Regions from separate parts of the Triticum aestivum genome. Here all the other regions are linked to region 2. The links are chromatin contacts, called in public HiCAR-type maps. All regions are on one chromosome and are shown on one strand. Each heading gives the region's core, a stretch centred on a gene start, on an enhancer-like site or on the middle of the called end of the contact. The rest is flanking DNA. Distances are from core to core; before and after follow the strand shown.

The links. HiCAR-type assays count read pairs that join an accessible place to other places.
Region 1: a contact with region 2 is called in a HiCAR-type map of leaf, with 8 times the contacts expected there. The contact joins the promoter of LOC123128466 here to the promoter of LOC123128463 in region 2. A contact is called at or near these places in 2 of 5 Hi-C or Micro-C datasets (both in leaf) and 1 of 1 datasets of contacts at active chromatin or transcription factors (leaf).
Region 3: a HiCAR-type map of leaf shows a contact between it and region 2, with 6 times the contacts expected there. The contact joins the promoter of LOC123131015 here to the promoter of LOC123128463 in region 2. A contact is called at or near these places in 2 of 5 Hi-C or Micro-C datasets (both in leaf) and 1 of 1 datasets of contacts at active chromatin or transcription factors (leaf).

The regions. Positions count from the first base shown.
Region 1 is chr6A:556,837,882-556,840,906 of IWGSC CS RefSeq v2.1, reverse strand. It overlaps LOC123128466 (pterin-4-alpha-carbinolamine dehydratase 2, mitochondrial), which reads left to right and starts at 1,551. Exons shown (of 7, transcript XM_044548474.1): 1 at 1,551-1,744; 2 at 1,851-1,972; 3 at 2,060-2,183; 4 at 2,958-3,025. The coding sequence starts at 1,639. LOC123128465 (lysine-specific histone demethylase 1 homolog 1-like) reads right to left here and starts at 1,434. Exons shown (of 1, transcript XM_044548468.1): 1 at 1-1,434. The coding sequence starts at 1,311.
Region 2 is chr6A:556,688,517-556,691,963 of IWGSC CS RefSeq v2.1, reverse strand. It overlaps LOC123128463 (probable RNA-binding protein ARP1), which reads left to right and starts at 1,362. Exons shown (of 6, transcript XM_044548466.1): 1 at 1,362-2,132; 2 at 2,248-2,371. The coding sequence starts at 1,851.
Region 3 is chr6A:556,482,708-556,486,047 of IWGSC CS RefSeq v2.1, reverse strand. It overlaps LOC123131015, which reads right to left and starts at 1,453. Exons shown (of 1, transcript XM_044550790.1): 1 at 34-1,453. The coding sequence starts at 1,331. The coding sequence ends at 615.

The sequences.
Region 1 (3,025 bases), core at 302-2,801, 150 kb before region 2:
ACCCATTTCGTATGGATCATCCTGGTCCCAGAAGGCCATGGAGAGATCAGCAAGAGGAGCGGCATTGGCATACTCCAGGTTGGCCAGATGCCAATCAAGAAGCATCCGTTCCTCTGGCTCAGCGGCAACACCATGCGCTGCCCGGAATGCCTCGAGTGCCATGCCAAGTGACACATCCACACCGTGTGGAACACTATCTGCGATAACCTGCCGCAGCTGGCAAACCTTGTCAAGAAGCTGGTTAAAGGCAGCCTCAACACGATCATCCATGTCAGGGTCGACTGGGCGGCCATCCGGAAGATACAGCGGGCACTTGTCCCGCACCTTGTGAAGTGGGAACCCAAGCTGCCGTGCTATGACACCAAGGGGGTTCCCATTAATACCAGTGAGCACACTGCCTCCCAGATCAGCAGAAGCAGCAATGTCAGGATAGTCTGCTGCAGAGGACCGCATTGTCTTAGTAAACACACGGCCACCTGGGCGGAGTCGGCCTTCGACAATGGCAACCTTGAAGCCAAGGGACATAAGGTGGCGTGCGGCGGCGAGGCCAGCAAAGCCAGCACCCACGATGAGGACAGAAGGGGGAGGATGGGAGGGAGGGGGGATTGGTGGTAGGGAGACAATGGAGGGGGCGAGGCCGAAATTGATGTAGGCATGGTCCGATAGGAAGGAGTGTGCGGCGGCGACGAGGGGCGCGTGCTCGGCGCGGAGGGATGCGAGCGCGGCGTTGGCCGCGACGGGGGAGAGGGGATTAGAGCGCCAGAGCGCGAGAATATGGTTGCGCACGACGAGGTAGTTGGCCTGGTCGGCGCCACCGATAAGCGGGATGACGGCGGCGGCGACCTCGTCCTCGGAGAGGGTATCGGCGGGGAACCCCGCCGCGAGCGCGATGGTGGCCTCGGAATCCAGCTCCCGCGCCAGGCGGAGGGAGGAGTTGGTCGGCGGGCGGCCACGGCGGCGCGGGATGCCGGCGAGATGCGCCGCGGTGGCCCCCGACGAGGAGGAGGCGCGGAGGACGCGGACGCCGGCCGTGGGGATCATGCCGGGGAACTGCTTCTTGCGGCGGCGGCGCTTCCGCGCGACGGTGGAGTCGTCGACGGCCGCGGTGGTGGAGGGGGCGGACGGGGTCGGGGAGGACGTGGGCGCGTCCTCCTCCATGGGCTCCGCGGCGTCTCCCCCGGCCGCGCCGTCCTCCATGGGCTCCGCCGCGGCTGCCTGGTCCTCGTCCTGCTCCATGGGGACGAGAGCTAGATGCCCCGCGGCTTCGGGCGGAGGCAAGGGCGGTGGCTGCGCCCCGTTGCCTTCCTCCATTGGGGTCTCCGGCGAAGGATGCGGCGAGGTCGGCGACTAGATTTGGGAATTGGGAGGGTTCAGGGGTTGGTTTAGGGCCAGAACTGTACGGGGCGAATGCAGAGTCGGGACTCGGGAGGGAAGAGGTGGCTGGCCCTATGGAATGTACTACTCGTATTTCCGTAAAACATGGATGAAAGCGTACTTTACGTCTCTCCGTTTCCGTGCCTAGTAGACGCAACCGTTCCCTCAACTCTGAACACGTGTCTCAAAAAAATAAAACTCTGAACATAGAAGCTTCACCTGGAGTGCCACGGCACCGCGCCGCTGTCTCCCCGGAGCTCAGGGATGGAGGGGCGCACCCTACTCCGCGACCAGGCGGCACCCAGCGCGTCCGCCCCCACTGGCCGCTCCGCCTCGCAGGCGACGGGGGACGAGGCCGCGGCTAAAGTCGGTGAGCGCGCGCCGCCGCCGCTGCCCCGTTCGTTTTCTAAATCTCTCTCGATCTAGGCCTCCCCAGATGTGTGCTTCTGAGCTTGAGGCCACGGATCACTATGCAGTCCTGTCAAAAGAAGCATGCGTTTTTTTTTTTGCAGAATTATCAAAAAGGAGCTGTGTCTCATGCAATTCAAAGGATTTACAAGCCATGTCAGAAGATTCTGCTAAAACGTTGCTAGAGCAGGTTTTCTTTTCTTCTCATGCTTTGCTATAGTAAAGAAAAAAAACTTGATTAAGACCAGCTATGTCGACTGACCTCCCTTGAAAACAGGTGGCTGGTTGGGAGGTGAAAAATGAGGGTGGCATTCCGAAATTGCACAGGGCATGGAAGGTGAAGAACTTTGCCAAAGGGCTTGAGTTCTTTCAGCTTGTTGCTGCTGTTGCCGAGGAAGAAGGTCTCCTTTCTTTCGCTCTGTTCTTCATATTCACGTTGTCTCGTTGTTCAGAATTCAGTTTTCTAAACTCCCCTGTTCTCACCGCATTGGAATTTAACAATATCATTGGCACATACAGGCCACAGCAAGTCGATGTACTGCTTACTACTCCTATGTATCAAAACACAAGACGCTTTTTGATACAAAGGGAGTATCAAAAAACGTGTTGTATTTTGATACGGATGGAGTATTATCAAAGAGGAGTTATTCACTTCCTGTCCTACAGTCCTAAATCCCCACTGCAATATTTAACAATATCATTTGGCACATACAGACCGCAACAAGTAAATGCTGCTAACTAGTATATATGTTCAGTATGCCAGTATCTTCACTTCTTCACAGTGATATTAATTGTATGTGTTGTTAACTGGACTCCACATAATAGACAGCATAGCTACCCAGTCCTCACCAAACGTGGCACCTCCTAAACTGTTATGTTATCAACGGACGACTCCAAGCTTTCAGAAGATATATTTCCCCTCATATATCCATGGTGTCATAATCAAACTACTTTTGTTCAAACTTTGCTACCTATGTGTTGCATTTGGTCTTGCAGTTATATTTAGCATGATGAGAGATCGTATTTCTACATTTCTAAAGGAAAATACCCCTGAAATTGGCCAAGAAACTTTGTATTTCACCCAGAATCCAACGAATTTCTTGGCACTTTTTTTTTGTTTCAGTAACAATCTTGGCAAATTATGTTTAAAACTTTAAATGGATATGCTTTTCCAGGTCACCACCCAGATCTTCATCTTGTTGGTTGGAATAATGTGAAAATTGATGTGTGGACTCACTCAGTC
Region 2 (3,447 bases), core at 113-2,612:
AAGGGCTACTCCCGACTCCAAGATTCCTGGCGACAAGTTTGTTAAAGGTGGTTTGCCGCTAAAAATTCTTCTTGGGCTTGGATTTTCATATGGACTCTAGATACTTGTTTTAAAATTATGAGGCGAAGTGTTAGAAATGTGTAACACCTAATGTTGAATACAATATTTCCATGCAACTTTATTTTTTTGTAGAACGACCCTTAGGAGGGTACTTTGGCCGTCTAGAGCATCTTCAACAGTTGCGGTAATAATTGCTGCATAGAATCTTTTTTAGTGATGTGGCATAGAATAAGCGAGAAGAGACAGCGAGATTACATATACCGAACCAAGAACCTATGCATAAGCTCTCAGGTGGAACTTCACCGATCCTATTAATCGGATATTTTACCCGCAAACCAACATACAAGCTAGTACAGGAGCAGGAATTTTACATTAGTCTTAGAACAGCCACCGTGGGTCATCATCAAAGGTTGGCCGAGAGGCCAAGGCGAACGCCCCTTGATAATCTGGTAATGGCGTCCACGGCAGCAATGCACCAGCTAGCACAGCGGACGGACGCGCCACTGACGTCGCGCCGATGACGCTGCTAATCTCGTCTCGTGGATAATAACGACTAACTAACGACGTACCTTCCTCCCTGCCCTGCCCTGCCAGAGAGAAACGACCACCTCCACGGTCAACGCCTGGAAGAGTCGCCAACGATGCATGGACAACTCCCCCTAGTGATATCCACGACAGCTCGCTCCCGGTTGCTCTTTCCACACAAATTCCCTCCCCAATAAATTATCATATACACACAGTCAAGAAATGACGACCGGTACACGTACGCGTATACGTAACCCCGGGTACATATTCCGTATACATCACCGCGCTTTCATTACTAGTGTTTAATCAGCTAGACCCCCATTAGCGCTAGCGAGGTCGGCGTTGGTTCCTGCTCGGGCTAATCTCGCCGCGGTACCGTCCGACGGCGCTAGCGTGTGGGGCTTTCCGCACGAGGCGAAAACCAAAGTGGCGTGTCCGACGCGGGCAAGCCGGAGGAGAAGCAAGCCCGCAAGCAACCGCAACCGGAGAGGTGGTGCACCTAGCTCGCTCGCTAGCCCGCGCACCACACGCGCGCGCGTAGCAGCAGCAGCAGACGTGCCTGGATCGATGGATCGATCGACCGGCCGAGAGGCGCGCGAGAGGGACAGGTCGGGGCAGCGCGAATCGCCCGCCCAAGTGGGGGAAGGTGGCTGGCTGGCTTGCTACGATGATGATACGACTCCAGCGCCTCTATCTCTCTCTCTATCGAGAAAAAGAATTGGATTTGAACGCACACAATGGAATACAAACAGGAGGGAGGCGTCGAGGGATCTTATTATAGCTACCCATTGGAAACGAGGGCTAGAAAAGGTCATGCAGCTGTCATCCCACCCCGGAGCCCTCTCGTCCAGCGCACGGCCGCCCCCTCCCCCTCTCCTAGTTGTAGACATACAGATATCGTTTCCTCCCCCGTCTCGTCTCTTCCCAGGCAGAGAGAGGAGGGCGAGGCGTGTTATGGAAGCGCATCTTTCCACCCCGAGCGAGAGGAGAGATCAATTAGCGGGGACAGGCGGCGGGAGGTGTCTGTGCAAGGGCGCGAGCCGGAGCCGGATCGGACCAAGCCGTCCCGGCCAAAAGCACTGCTGACCGCGTACCAATCGGGTAAAGTCTCCTTAAGAGTCCAGGGTAGCTCAGCTATCGATAGTTCGTTTCATCCCGGTTTTACTTGGCGACTCCCCTCGAGACCCAAACAGCAAGGCCGGGAGGAGGAGGAGGACTTCGCGTGCGCGGTGCCGCGTGGTTGCGTCCTAGAGCTAGAAGAAGAGATGGCGGCGACGGCGGCGGCATCGTCGTCGTCCCCCGCTGGCGGCGCCTCGTCACCGGCGCAGGCGCCGGGCGGAGGCGGCGGAGGAGGAGGCGGCGGCGGCGGGGTGCCGTACCACCGGTCGCGGTTCGGCGATACGACGCTGACCAAGGTGTTTGTCGGCGGGCTGGCGTGGGAGACGCCGTCCGCGGGGCTGCACGACCACTTCCGGGAGTACGGCGAGATACTCGAGGCGGTCGTCATCACCGATCGCGAAACCGGCCGATCCAAGGGCTACGGATTCGTACGTCCTCCTCCCTCCCCCCTCTCTCCCTCCCTCTCGCCGATACATACGCCATCGCCGGCGATCCGTGCGTCGTTCTCATCGGGCGCGTTCCCATCTTCTCTTCTCTCCGCAGGTGACGTTCCGGGACCCGGAGGCGGCGCAGCAGGCGGTGCAGAACCCGAACCCGATGATCGCCGGCCGGCGCGCCAACTGCAACATTGCGTCCATGGGCCCGCCGCGACCGTCGCCGCAGAGAGGTGAGCAACAGTATAACAAAAAAAACACCGAATCAATGCCCTCCTTTTTCCCCCCTCTCCCATCGTTTGCTCGCGCATGTGCATGGCAGTAAATAACCGGGACATGATCAGCGGGGATCGGCCGTACGCAATTAGCAGGATAAGCTTGATTAGGGCTCGCGTCTCTCCTTCTCCTTCTCCTCCTCCTACTTGCGTGTTAGCCAGCGGGTTAGGATAAGAGGATCGTTAATGGCCGGACGGGCGGGCGGGGCCCGGCTCCAGCTGCTCAAAGCTTTAAAAGACTGGGGCGCCAGCCGAGACGGAGCAGGACGACGACTTGGAGCACTTTGGCCTGCATTGGGAGGGGCGGCATGCTCCGGCTGTCAGACATGCACACTCATGCCTCATGGCTGTGCTCTGCTGGGCTGGGTTGGGTCGGGTCGTGCCTCGCCAGCCTGGCCTCTGCATTCAGTTACTGCTATACAGTACTGATTTTGACCACTACGTATCAGTTACCACTCCGGCCTCCACAAGTATATATAGCTCTTCTTCTTCAGTTGAAGATTTGACTATGATTGATTTTCAGTTTTCAGTCTTGTGCCTGAAGATATAACTAGAGTTCTCGAGTCAAACATATGCCAATTTCATGGTTAAAGCATGGAAACATTGATATAGAAACCCGTTACAGATTTGATCTTTTTTGGGGAGCATCAACGGTGGTTATGACGGACGGGTCTGAGCTAGCATTTTGCTGTTGCTGCATATTGGGAAAGAATTGGCTTCGATTTGAAGCGGCTTCCAGCGGGAATGCGGTGTAAAGCGGGGCGGTGCATGTTAGCTATCGCTGGAGGGAGAATCAGGAACCCGGCCGCTTTGCCTTTCCGGTCAAGACGGCATCGGAAAAGAGTTCCATTGCATATACAACTCTCGTACTTGGCCTTTGACAGGGTTTTAGTCTGGTGGGTGTCATGTCAACGAGCCCAGGGGAATATATATAGATAGATGCTGCATGTTGCTTGGATTGCTTCACCTCGCTGCGTTTGCTTGAATTGGTCTCTCGTGATATTTCATCTGGTGTTACTTTATTGATTCGGGAT
Region 3 (3,340 bases), core at 204-2,703, 210 kb after region 2:
TGAAATAAAATCAGACAACCATGAAGGTTCCAATTGGAATGTAAAAAATGCAATTCAACAACATGAGACAGAGGCAATAAGAGTCCGAAGATCCGAAGATTGTTCAAAGATATCTAGAGACTATATTCTCACATAAGAGGCAATACAAATTAAAGGATGATGCATACGAGACTTCAGAGCATACACTCGATGAGGTTGGACTCACGATTCCTGCAGCGTCTGGTCTTGTGCCTAACCATACGGAGCCTATTGCCGTTGCTGTTCCCGTTGCCGTTCGCGTTGACCTTGCCGTTCCCGTTGCCCTTGCCAGTTAACACCACCTCCAGACCAGTGAAGACAGCATACTGTTTGTCCACAAATATCTGCTCAGTATCGAGGCTGGGTAACAAAGTCTCAAGAAACCTGATGATGCAAAACCTGCCAGAACCCAGGCTGACCATTTTGGCGGGATTCGACAGGCCGCTATGATGCCACTCCTCCGGCAGGTAATTATCCGCCCAAATCAAGCCCGGCTCTGGCCGCTGCCCTGTGAGGACAGGTGAGAGATCGGCCGCACAAGGCAAGTGGTAGTCCTGATCAGAGACACCAAACCAGTGGTTGAGCTCGGGAACATACTACGCGGTGCCAAAGAAGGGCAACACCCAGTCACCAACACGGCTCCAGGAGTGGCTCAGCGTGTCAAAGCAGTAGCTGCCAAAGCCAGATGCAGAGATGCAGATGACGTTGCCCACCACTGCACAGGAGTCGATGAATATTTCTTCTTCCAGTGGCGGCAGCGGGAGCTCGTCACATTGCCAGGTCCTGCAGGGATGGGACTCATTGTAGTGCTGGCCGGACACAAGGGCCTCGAACTGGAAGCTCTTGCCAGGACATAGCAGCCTCTCGATCATGTAGAGGCTGCCTTCACCACCTCCGGGACGAGGAATAGAGATGGCCAATGGATCAACCTTGGGAGCGTGGAGGTTGGGCATGGTGACCAAGCATTCCGAGTCAGTGTCGTAGGTGAAGACGTGTCTTTGGCGGTCTGCGAACACGATGTTGCGTTCCGAGAGAGCGAACACATCCAGTCTGAGTTCGTCGGACTTAGGCTTCGGGTATGGCGCCGGCCGCATGTTGACGAGTGGTGACGGCAACCGAATCGTCCGAATCTCTGAGGCTTGCTGCTTCTTGACCCTGCCGCTGGCCTTGCTCAGGGATGATGAAGAATCTCTTTGTATCGGCGGCAGGACTCGCCCATGTAAAGCTACTTCTTCCGGTGTTGAGTAGAAAAACTGGTTGCGGGACAGATCGAAGCGGCGCAGCGAATACATGCAGCCCGGGCGGTTCGCCATGAACAGATTCAGAAACCGCCGGACCCCATGGCTCCAAGTTGAATTACCCTGTCCTCGTCGCCGATGGATCAATGGAGGCAGATATCCTGAGTAATAAATATAGAAGAAATCAGAAAGTTGAAAAATTAAATCAGGTACGATTAACAACCATGTATGTACAGAGAAAAGAAATAGTGGTTGCCTTTCGATCAAGCCGGGCGAAGATGAAGCAGCAGCAGATCACGGGCGGCGGAGGGCAGGGCGAGATTGGGGACGGGATCTTAAGGGACTGGTTTGTTGGGTCGGAATATGGGCCCGAAGACATAAGGGCTCGATAGCATGGGTTCCCATAATCAATGGGTCCAGTTAGGGTACCACCCAGTGGATGGCTCCTATTTAACGCGCGGGTCGCCGCGGAGCGACCTCGCGCGCTGGTGTTTCTATGGACCTTGCCCATTTCCGGGTTTCAACCCCAACCGGTTTTGGGAAGATTCTAGAAACTTTCCTGGACCTTTTTTTTTTCTGTTTTTCTTTCTTTTACTTTTTTCCTTTTAATTTTTGTTCCTTTTTCTGTTCTATTTTCGTTTTTATTTTATTTTCTATTTTTCTGATTTCATTTTAGTTCTTGTTTTTTCAATGTACGAAAATCTTTAAATTCGTGAATTTTTAAAATTGTGAACATTTTCAGAAAAAATGAACAGTTTTTAAATTCATTGACATTTATTTAGAAATTGTGAACTTTTAAAAAAAATCCTGAACAACCTCTTAAATCATGAACATTTTTTGAAAATACGAATAGTTTTTAACAATCACAAAATAACTAGAAATCGTGAATTTTTTTGTAAATTCATGAACATTCTCTTAAATCGTCAACATATTTTCGAATTCCCAAATATTTATTAAATGATGAACATTTTTAAATTCATGAAAGTTTTTTCTAAAACATGAACATTACTTAGAAGTTCATAAATAATTTTCAAATTGACGAACATTTTTTGATAATCATGAACATTTTTTGAAATAATGAAAAATTTTATTCATGAAAAGTTTTTTTCAAATTCGTGAACAATTTTTGAGTTCCCGGACATTTTTCTAAACTAATGAACATTTTGTTTTGAATTCATGATTGTTTTTTTTAATTCACAACTTTTATATATATTTTTTATAAATTTTTGCTACCCCAATTTATTGAAAAAAAGGAAAAACAGGCGGCGTCCCGGCCCGCTCATGGGCCCGCCCACAAGGGCGTGAAGGGGGGCAAGGGGGGTGTGCACTCGCTTTCTTCGCAACGCGTTACGCGCCCAATAGGAGGTCCCCATCGAGTGAGGACAAAATCATTTGGGCCATTATTAGGTAGACGAATTGGTTCTTTTTCTTTCTTTCTTTGTCTTGGAAAGCGCTTCATTAATGGCATTTCTTATTTGGCGCTGCAGGCGCCCGTTACAATGTAATTTGCAAACAAACGGGCACCAGGAGTCCAAACTGGGTCGGCCCATTCTATTTTATTCCTTCAAGTTCTTCTTGTTTTTTGAAAGGTCAAAAAGAGTGCTGGGATGGGAGTTCAAACTCGCAACACTTTTGTTGTAAGCGCTTGGGTCTAGCCAACAGGCTATCCACCCGCGAGTGTAGACTTAGTTCATTTTTCTTTTTCTTTTTTTCTTCAACTTGGTTTATTCTTTTTCCCTCATCATTTTTTGTTTTCCTTATTGCATGATTCTTTAAAATGCATGAACGTTTTCTTTTAAATTTGTGATTTTTTATTAAATCGATGAACTTTTTTATAAATTTTTGAACTTTTTTTGAAATTCAATGAACTTTTTTTCAAATTTTATGAAACTTTTTCAAATTCGATGAACTTTTTTCAAATTTGATGAACTTTTTTGGAATTCATGAACTTTTTACATTTTGTGAACTTTTCCTTTCAATTCATGGATTATATGAATGCCTTTTGAAATTATGTTTTCTTTATTCAAAGAATTTATAGGGGGTATAAAGTACTAGTATATGTTTAATGTTTATACTGTATAAAA